Linked DNA regions of Mus musculus: region 1 is linked to region 2. The links are chromatin contacts, called in public Hi-C maps. All regions are on one chromosome and are shown on one strand. Each heading gives the region's core, a stretch centred on a gene start, on an enhancer-like site or on the middle of the called end of the contact. The rest is flanking DNA. Distances are from core to core; before and after follow the strand shown.

Evidence for each region. A called contact is a pair of places that touch in the nucleus more often than the background predicts.
Region 1: a Hi-C map of liver shows a contact between it and region 2, with 1.6 times the contacts expected there. The contact joins two enhancer-like sites. A contact is called at or near these places in 9 of 484 Hi-C or Micro-C datasets (CD4 T cells, the G1E-ER4 cell line, Th1 cells and 4 more), 5 of 115 datasets of contacts at active chromatin or transcription factors (the HPC-7 cell line, bone marrow-derived macrophages, differentiating embryonic stem cells and 2 more) and 3 of 9 other capture datasets (adipose tissue, liver and pancreatic islet).

What each region holds. Positions count from the first base shown.
Region 1 is chr1:156,534,288-156,539,444 of GRCm38.p6, forward strand. It overlaps the pseudogene Gm17975. Among named protein-coding and RNA genes, the nearest start is that of Abl2, 22 kb to the right of the region's middle. Within about 2 kb of position 2,929, at least 17 of the 459 cell types and tissues checked have an H3K27ac peak or open chromatin away from gene starts, as enhancers often do. A contact at or near this core is called in microglia, where this site is marked.
Region 2 is chr1:156,457,099-156,462,480 of GRCm38.p6, forward strand. Soat1 (sterol O-acyltransferase 1) reads right to left here. Exons shown (of 16, transcript NM_009230.3): 3 at 848-906. Among named protein-coding and RNA genes, the nearest start is that of Soat1, 15 kb to the right of the region's middle. Within about 2 kb of position 2,748, at least 137 of the 459 cell types and tissues checked have an H3K27ac peak or open chromatin away from gene starts, as enhancers often do. A contact at or near this core is called in microglia, where this site is marked.

The sequences.
Region 1 (5,157 bases), core at 1,679-4,178, 77 kb after region 2:
ACTTATTGATCTTATAAATGTGAGTGTTTTGTCTGCATGTATGCATGTGCCCAAAGTGTGTGCCTGGTACCACACGTAGGTCAGAAGAGAGTGCTGAATCCCCTGGAACTAGAATTACAAATGGTTATGAACCACCAGGTCAGTGCTGGAGACAAACCCGGATCCTCTGCAAGAGCATCAGATACTCTAAACCACTCGGCCATCTCTCAAGCCCCTTGCAATGACATTTATTTTAAAAATGTCACACCTCTGTTTACACATAATAATTATAAGTAGAAGCTGGGCAGTGGAAGCACACGCCTTTAATCTTTAGAGGCAGAGACATGGGGATCTCTGTGAGTGTGAGACCAGCCTGGGCTACAGAGTGAGATCCAGGACAGCCAGAGCTACAAAGAAAAACCCTGTCTCGAAAGAAAGAAAGAAAGAAAGAAAGAAAGAAAGAAAGAAAGAAAGAAAGAAAGAAAGAAGGAAGGAAGGAAGGAAGGAAGGAAGGAAGGAAGGAGAGAGAGAGAGAGAGAGGGAGGGGGGAAGGAGAGAGGGAGGGAGGGAAGAGGGAGGGAGAGAGAGAGAAAGAGAGAGAGAGAAAGGGCTGGAGAGATAGCTCAGTGGTTAAGAGCACTGATTGCTCTTCCAGAGGTCCTGAGTTCAATTCCCAGCAACCACATGGTGGCTCACAACCACCTGTAATTGTATCCGATGCCCTTTTCTGGTGTTTCTAAAGACAGCAACAGTGTACTCATAAATAAATTAAATAAATCTTTAAAAATAAATAAAATAAAAAACAAAACAAAAACAAAAAAAACAAACAAAAGAAAAAAACCCAAGTCATACTCCAAGTCTTGCTCCTGCATCTTTGACCTGGGGTGGAAGAAGCCAAAAATGGATAAATTCCCACTCTGTGACCACGAGGTATCAGATGAAGATGAGTGCCTCTCCTCTAAAACCCTGGAGGCCATGTGTGTGACAAGCAGCAGGTACAGTTGTGGCAAGATGGCTGTCTTATTCGGATGAGGCTCCACCCTTTCCCATCATCGACATCACAATGCTGTCCTGTGCAGAGGATGAGAGACTCCCGGCAGAAACTGGGCATCTGTGAGAAGCTCCAGAGCACAGTGGCCAGGTTCCTATTGTCCAAGCATCAAGTTCATGAACACCAAGCTGCAGAACTAGGAACGTGAGATCGAGGGCTGTGTAGGGCCAAGTTCAAGGTCCCTGGCTGTCAGAAGACCCACATCTCAAACAAGCAGGGCTTCTTGTTTTGAAAACATGAGAAGCGCTCATTTCTGACGGCTGTGGGATTAACTATGTCTCTGCGTGTGGTCCTCTGGACAAGTAGTAGGCCTTGAACTTGTGAGGGCTTCCTCCGTGCTCAGAAATCATGCCCTACCAGTAATGTTCACTGACAACTCTCACATCCAGCCTCCAAACAAAACACCCAATACAATATGATCGACATCTATAGTATGTATACCATCCAGGACCATATATACGTGTTTTGGGGTTTTTTTGGGGGGGGGGCGGGTTGAGACAGGGTTTCTCTGTATAGCCCTGGCTGTCCTGGAACTCACTCTGTAGACCAGGCTGGCCTCAAACTCAGAAATCTGCCTGCCTCTGCCTCTCAAGTGCTGGAATTAAAGGCGTATGCCACCACTGCCCGGCTTATACGTGTATTAATATACGAAATTGTCGAGTATTTTAAAAGTAATTTTTTAAATCTAAAAAGAAAAGAATAGTAACAAGGAAGAAGTGGGGGGGTGCAGAAGAGAAGAGTGAGGAGAAAGCATGACTATTTAAACCTCTACACAGAGCAGGCAAGTCAACTCAGCGGTTGAAGGTGCCTGCAGCCATGCTCATGGCCAGAATTCAATCTGCAGGACCCAGGACTGGAAGAAGAGAACTAATTTCTGGAAATTGTTCTCTGACCTCCACAAGTGCCGTACATAGCACGTCTACACAAATACTCACAAAAATAAATAAAATAAAACAGCAACATCAGAGCTGGGGTAGGACTTAGCGGTAGAACCCTTGCCTTGCTTGTAAAGGCCCTCAGTTTTATTCCAGGTACCACAAAAATAAGTAAAAATAAAAACAAAACAAAAAACCCAAAAGCTACATTAAGAGCTTGCTGGCGCTTGCAAGATCACACAGAAGAGTGTGACAAACACTTGCACTATAGCAGTTCTCATAAAAACAGATTTCCTTGACCAGTGGCAGCGCAGGCCTTTAATCCCAGTACTCAGGAGGCAGAGGCAGACGCTTTCTGAGTTCGAGGCCAGACTGGTCTACAGAGTGAGTTCTAGGACAGCCAGGGCTACACAGAGAAATCCTGTCTTGAAAAACCAAAACCAAACCAAAATAAAACAAAACAAAAAAATCTCCAAACCAAACCAAACAAACAAAAATCCCATGGTGCTGCTATTTATTGACTGAGTATTTTGGCTGCCTTGAGTTTCCTGTCTGAGAACTGGGATAATAATAGCACATGGGTTTATTATTAGGTTTTAAAAAGACGTGTATAAATGCTTAGTATCTGAAGCACAGTGACCAGCACCCAGTAAGTAACTATTATTATTTTAAAGGGTACAGATGTGAGGGGAAATGCTATCGCCCAAACCTATTCCTCAAATCCCATTCATCAGAGCTTCTCTTTAGCAACCTCCATCCTGTCTGGATGTCTTTTCACCCCTTGCACCACTAGTGAACACCCTGTCTTAGTTAGGGTTTTATTGATGTGAAGAGACACCATGACCATGGCAACCCTTACAAAGAAAACCGCTTAACTGGGGCTGGCTTATAGATTAGTCCATTATTGTCAAGGCAGGAAGCATGGCCACATACAAACAGACATGGAGCTGGAGGAGGAGCTGAGAGTTCTACATCTGGCTCTGCAGGCAGTAAGAAAGAAGACTGAGACACTCGGCTTTGCTTGAGCTTCTGAAACCTCAAAGCCTACCTACTTCCTCCAGCCACCCCACAGCTACTCCAACATGGCCACACCTCTTAATAGTGCCAGTCCTATGAACCTCTAGGCCACCTTCATTCAAACTTCCACACAGCCCATATAAATTCCTTTTTTAAAAAGTATTTATCCCTGTGGCATACATGTATACACAGTACTCTGGTCATTTTCATCCCTCCATTACCCCTATTCCTCTCCCCTTTCTTGTGGCTTTCTATCTAGTCCTATCCCATGCTACTCTCTCTTATCTAAGTACAATCCAAGTCTCTACTCTCTACTTATCTAAGTACAATAAAGGAAAAATGATGTCAAATAATAAAAGATATTTATTTTTTTAGATAAGCCTTGAACTCATAGAGATCCCCCTGCTTCTGCCTGCCATTCACTGGGCTCAAAGGTGTGCACCACACACCCAGCAATGCAAAGATTCTTTTAAGAGGGCCCATAAGGCTGTGCGTGACAGCACAGTGCCTGTGGTCACAGAACTTGGGAAGCAGACTATGCTGGTTCCTTTTTGTCAGCTCGACACAAACCTAGCTATATCTGAGAAGACGGAATCGTGAATGAGAAAAACGCTCCATAAAATGGACCTAAGGCAAGCCCTGGGAGCCATTCATGGATTAATGATTGTTGTGGGTGGACTGAGGGCACCTCGGGCCACCAGTGCCAACCCTGGACAGATGGTTCTGCCTTGTATGAGAATGCAGGCTGAACAAACCTGGAGCAAGAAGTAAGCAATGTCCCCCTGCCCCCCTAGCTTCTGCTATGTCAGTTCCTACTTCCATGTTCCTGCTTTGAGTCCCCTCCCTGAGTTCCCTGTGTGCTCTGGTAGTTGTGAGAGGAGATAAACCTTTTTCTCCCCAAGCAGCTTTTGGTCACAGTATTGTATCACGGCGATAGGCACCCCATCTAAGACACAGAGAAAGGGGGACAGTGAATCTGAGAACAACCCGAGCCACAAAGCAAGACTTTGTCTCAAAAATAGAAAACAAACAAGCAAACCCAAAAACAAAATGAGGGCTTGGCAAGATAGCTCAGTGGGTAGAGGTGCTTGCTACCAGTCCTGGCAACGTGAGTTTGATCCCTGAAACATGATGGAGAGAGAGAGAAATGGCTTCTGCAAGCTATCTTCTCATCTTTGCTCAGACATTGTGGTACATGCCCGTGCACGCATACCTCTCCAAATAGAAACTAAATGTAAACTGTTCTTAAAAGCACTGACTCCCCAGTTTTCAGCCTTGTTTGTATATGTTAAATACCTAGAGGGTCATTTAAGATGTATTTACTTATTTAATGTCTGAGTGCTCTATCTGCATATACACCTACATGCCAGAAGAGGGCATCAGATCACATATTATACAGATGGTTATGAGCCACCATGCGGTTACTGGGATTTGAACTCAAGACCTCTGGAAGAGCAGCCAGTGCTCTTAACTGCTGAGCTATCTCTCCAGTCCCAGACATTTTCTCCTCCTCCTCCTCCTCCTCCTCCTCCTCCTCCTCCTCCTCCTCCTCCTCCTCCTCCTCCTCCTCCTCCTCCTCCTCCTCCTCCTCCTCCTCTTCCTCCTCCTTCTTTTTAATAGATTAAGTGGAGGGCCATTTAAACTCAGCAAGATTATGTTCAGTTAAGACATTATAGATTCTTTAACCTATGTTGATGATAGAAGGTCTTTTTGAGGTTGGCTTTTGAGTTTGGGGCTTTAGTCTCTTCCAAAATAAGCTTTTTGTTCTTTGAGACAGGGTCTTAGTATGCAGTCCTGGGTGGCCTGGACTTTACTATATAGACCAGGCTGGTCTCAGACTTACAGAGATCTGCCTTTCTCTTCTCCCCAACATTGGGATTAAAGGCCTATGACACCCTGCCAGGCTAGGTAGAACTAAGCAATTTTTCCCTTGGCTAGTTTGGAGTTCGCTTTTGAGGCTCCATCGAATGCCCAATGGAACCATACAAATGATTACCCCCGCTGTAACCCCAAAGGTCTTTCAGATGTCCTGTGAACATTCATCTGCGTATTCAGCATGGGCTTACAGTCAAAAATGTTAGTAAAGGACCTTTACAACTTGAAAGATCATGACAGAGACACTTTAAGTCTGAGTCTTGTTTGTTTTGTTTTTTTGAGACAGGGTTTCCTTGTGTTGCCCTAGCTGTCCTGGAACTCTGTATATCAGGCTGGCCTCAAACTCAGAGATCTGCCCAT
Region 2 (5,382 bases), core at 1,498-3,997:
ATCATACATTTTTGGAAAACTTAACGGCCCTGCTGAGTCTATAGGACAGTCTGTCCACATTTAAAATGGCTTCATAATAGTTTTTTTTAAATTATTTCTCCTTCCCTGACAGGTAATTAGCTTCTAGATTCAAAACATCGAATATGAACAGATGTATTAAGAACCACAGCAGGGGTTTTCACAATGCACTTACACGCGTGCACATGCGCAGTTGCGCCAGCTGCTCTCAGGGTTCACCACTGCCCAGATTTGCTTGCAAAAGCCAGATGATGGCACTGATGGACAGAACCAGAGAGAAGGGCAATATGCGTTCTTATGTGGGATGACAAAGGGATATGTTCTTTTCCTGTTCACAGCAACATCTCAACTTATAAGAAAGGCAAATAACTCTCTATTTATAATGGGTAAGTTGAGGTGGCAGGCACTTGTAATCCCAGCACTGGAGAGACAGAGGTAGGAGGAGCTACAGATTAAACTGGGAGTCTCAAAAAATTAAAAATAAATAAAAATAAAAATGGGGCTGGGCCAGTGAGATGGCTCAGCTGGTAAAGGTGGGTGCTGGCAAGCCTGGCATCCCCAGTTCAATCCCCAGGACTCACATCAGAAAGGAGAAAACTGACTCTGGGAAGTCACTGTCTGACCTCCACATACATGCTCAACACATACACACAACAACAGCAATAAAATAAAGCAAAACGCAGAGGGTGGGGACCAGGAACTCCAGGTCAGTCCTGGGCTACATGAGAACTTGTCTAAAAAAAAGAAAATAAAACCTAACTAAATAAATGAGGAACATTCACAATGTTACTTTACTGAAAAAACAAAAACAAAACAAAAAGATACTTGCCTCCGCCTCTGCTGCCAACAGCCTCTTCTTGGCTATCAATTGTTTCATGGTAATGTGACCTACGGGAAATAAGGATAATTGGATATTTAAAACTGAACCTTAAGTTGATATCCTGCAGCAGTGAACCATTAAGCTGGAAGCAAGCAAACATAAAGACTAGTACACACATCATGGTGCAAACACAGCGCACCCTTCAGAGAGAAGCACGGCAGTCTAGGGTGGGTCCATGTACAGTTATGGGTCCACTTCTGGCAAGGTGAGAAACGAGGCCCCTGAACAGATCTTCACATGAGACTGTGAAGATACCAAACAAAATATTAAGAATGAAAACACTTGCTTTTAAAGCTCATTGCTGGGACTGGAGGGCTCTGTGGCTGAGTGCTTGCTGCTCTTGCAAAGGCCCTGAGTTCATTCCCAACCCTCAAGTCAGGCCATGCACAACTGCCTGGTCCTTTCTCCAGGGCACCCCTTGTAGCCTCCCAGGGCACCCGCACTCACATGTGCATAAATACATAATTAAGCTTTTTTTTAAAATCTTTTTATAAATTCATTGCAAAGCTGGCCCAAGACCACAGAATGAAAGATTTAAAAAGCTAGAACCCTAAGTGACACGTGATAAACACATGGATTCTTGCCAAAAGCTAGAGCTTTTGCCCACTGGCGGCCACACAACATGTGGACCTTTCACTACACAGGACCCAAGGCCAGGCTCTTTACAGAATGGCAAAACCTAGGGCCTGTTTGGACTTCAGACTTGGAAGTCGAATAGAATACCACCTTAGTGCTAAGGATCCACATGGCCACGTCCTCAGGGTCCTAGACAGAAACAGAAGGTAAAAGAAAGGAAAGTGTCTCTCCTTCAAAAGACCGGAACAGAGTCCCCTGAAACCTTGCAACACTCCAGTGGATTTTGCAACCTAAAGTTTTGTTATCTCAAAAACCTCAGAGTGTGTTTGTTTAACAGCAAACTCGAGCTGCGTTCCTAGACTGCCAATAGATAAATACAATTCCTCCCAGGAAGGTCACAGAATCAGCCAAGGCCTTCAACAATTCTAACAGACAGAGCTCTGAGCACAGAGAAGCCTGTCCTGGTTACAAACCAAAGAGAAACAGCAGGGGCGAAACAAAGGGGCTCAGGTCAGAAATATTAGACATTAGTAATGCCATGTAGACAATTCATTTATGTACATACATACATACATTTTATGTATATGTATTTGGCATATTTTATGTTTAATTACATATATATGTATAGATAAATAGTCTTAAATAATAATGAAAAAATGATGGTAAGCATATGCTAAAATGATTTTTCCAGAAAAAAAATTGTATGAAGACTTGTTAGGTTCCTGGGACTTGTATCTTGGTCGAACGTCAACCTTGCGTTGCTTTCCAATATTGTATTTAATATGCTTTTCTCCAAAAGTCAGATTATATACTTATTTTCTAGGTTACCAACTGCATGGTAAATCAGTGTTGTCCAAAGTTGTACTCACTAACTATATAGCCCAGGATGGCCTCAAACTCACAGTAATCCTCCTGCCTCTGTTTGGATTACCAACACTCACCAAGTTAAAGTAAAGCTCTGTTTTATTTTCAAACAGTATCTCACATAGCCCAGGCTGGCCTTGAACTCCTGATCTGCCTGCATACAGCTCACGAATTAGGATTATAGGTGGTAACACCACACCCTGCTTAATAAGGGTTTTTTAAAAGCTACAAAATAAGACTTTTAGGTAAGTTGGCAAACTGCAATCTGCCTCTATGACACAGTACAAAAGTGTCAAAATTAAAACACAGACTCTATTCCAAAAAGGAAGTGTTTCTGAAACCCTTCAAGCATGACAGTCAAATGAGTAGAAACAGGACATGTGGCTCGGGGTTCACCACACCTATCTCATCCAGGAAATAAACCAGGAAGTCTGGTGAGAAGAAACAGACAGCCTGCCCACAGGCCGGAGCCAGCTCCCACAAGCTTCTAACTACTTCTAGTTTTGCTGAGAGTGTGACTTCTCTGTCAGGACTGGTGATAGCAGCTGAGAAGGGCTGCTCCAACTCAGAGAGCTAGGGTGAGTGCCATCTTAAGAAGAAACCTATGGTTAAAAGTGAACTGGGGGTGGGGTGAGGAGGGGCGGTGGTGGTGCATCCCTTTGATCCCTGCACCTCAGAAGGCAGAGGCAGGTGGATTTCTGAGTTAAAGGCCAGCCTGGTCTACAGAGTGAGTTCCAGGGCTACACAGAGAGATCCTGCCTTGTAAAACCAAACCAAACAAACAAACACATTAAAGAAACAGAACAAAAAGCACCTGGGCTGAGAATGGTAAGATGGCTCAGCTGGTAAAGGTGCTTCCTGCCAAGACCGAAGGCCTGAGTTCAAGTTCCCAGGACCCACATGATAGGAGGAGAACACCGACTCCCAACACTTGTCCTCTGATGCCACACATGTGCCACAGCACAGTGATACTGGGGGGCAGTAGGAACATAACGGAAGGTCACCTAGAGTTCAAGGCCAACCTGGGCTATAGAGTAAATGCTGTCTCAAAGCAACAAGTGCTGTGAGATAGCTCAACCATCTATCTGTCTTCAGTACCTGGAACCCAGAGTAGACCAAAGTTCCAACTCCCGAAGCTGACCTCTGACCTCCACACATGCTGTGACTGACCTCTGACCTCCACACATGCTATGGTACATGTGCACCCACACTCACACATGTACATCATACACATACAATAAATAATAATAATAATAATAATAATAATAATAATAAAAGCAAAGGAAATAGAAACCCATCTTTGTGTATTAACTTAAAAATTAATTTTAAAAACTGAAATGGAAGATATGACAGTATAGTTGGTTTAGACATAATAGCAAAATACAAAAAAATCCTGACTTTAAGATGCAATTCTTTAAACAACAGCTCTTCCCAGCAGTCCATTTAGCCCTTGTGACCCAACTATCCTGCAGTTTTCCTCTAGCAAATCCTGCGAAGATGATTTACCCTTCTCCCTACCCTGCTCTGTGGGCTCTGAACTGCTAACCCTTTACCTGGAAACTCACTACCAATCTCTAAAAAGTATAACTACGAGGTGACAGATAGGCCTGGTCTAACCACTGCCAACACTGTCAAGATCTGATCCATACACATAATCAGTTACTTCACTGATAACTTGTAAAGAATGTGTCACACATCAATAAGTTAAGCAAAACCCAGTGGGGGGGGGGGGCGGGGAGCAGGAGTTTGTACCTGTTCTGTTTTCAAAATAAATAAGCTAACTCAAAGAAACGTCATGTCCATTGCCACGTGGCCAGTGCATAATTGAGCCTAACGAAAGCCACATTTTCCGACGTTCCCAGTCACACAGCATTAGGAGCACTCAAAAACCTAAGCTTGAAGCAAAAGCACTCTTCCTGGTGGCCATGGAGTGCTGCAAGGTGACAAGTGATTTTATAGGCTTCAGTTCTTATAAAGAACATTTGTCTGCTTGCAGCAAGTACAGACTTAACTAATGCTTAGGCAGTGACCAGCAAGGCTGTGTGGCTTACTGAAGGCCAGACTAACTTTACAATTCTGAGTACTGCTGGAAAGAAGGTTAAATGGCTAGGAGCACTGTAGAAGACCCAGGTTCAATTCCTAGCACGTACATTATAACTCAAAACCATCTGTAGATCCAGTGCCCTCTTCTGACCTCTATGGGTACCAAGTACACATGTGTACACATATATACACATGCCAGCAAAATACTCATACACAAAAGCATTTCTTTAACCTTCTCATTTTTTTTCCCTAAAACAGACTACTTTCATCCTAGCTTTACTGTGCTTGCCAAAAAGAGATAAAAATAAGAGTAATTTGAAAGCTGTCAGGGGGTGGGCAAGGGGGGGGGGTTGAAGAGAGGCTCAGGGGTTAAGAGCACTAACTGTTCTTCCAGAGGTTCAATTCTGAACAGCTGCATAGAACTCACAACTGTCTGTAACTCCAGTTCCAGGGGTTCTGTGGCATCCTAACGCAGGCAAAACACCAATGCACATAAAACAAAAAAAAGTGTGTGTGTGTGCGTATTATGTATGTATATGTGTGTGTATGTGTATTATGTATGTATGTATGTATGTATGTGTGTATTATGTATGTATATATGTGTGTGTATGTTTATGTGTGTGTGTGTGTGTGTATGTTTGTGTGTGTGTGTGTGTGTGTGTGTGTGTGGTGTGTGGTGGTGGTTTTCTGATAAGGTCTCAGTTATCTGAGGGTAACCTCAAACTTACTATGTAAATGAAACTAGCCTTGGCCTGTTGACTCTCCTGCCTTCACCTCTGTAGGTAACTGGACTCACAGATGCACATACCCCTATACACAAAAATAAATAAGTAAAAATAAATCTTTAAAAAAAAAAAACCCAGCAAAATTTAAAACTTCAGTAAAGGTTGCTTGACAGAAAATATATCCCTTGAAGAGACATTTCTAACAAGAATGTTCAGACAGCCAGCACGGTCGCACAGACTTTGATCCCAGTGTCCTGAAGGCAGAGGTAGGCGGCT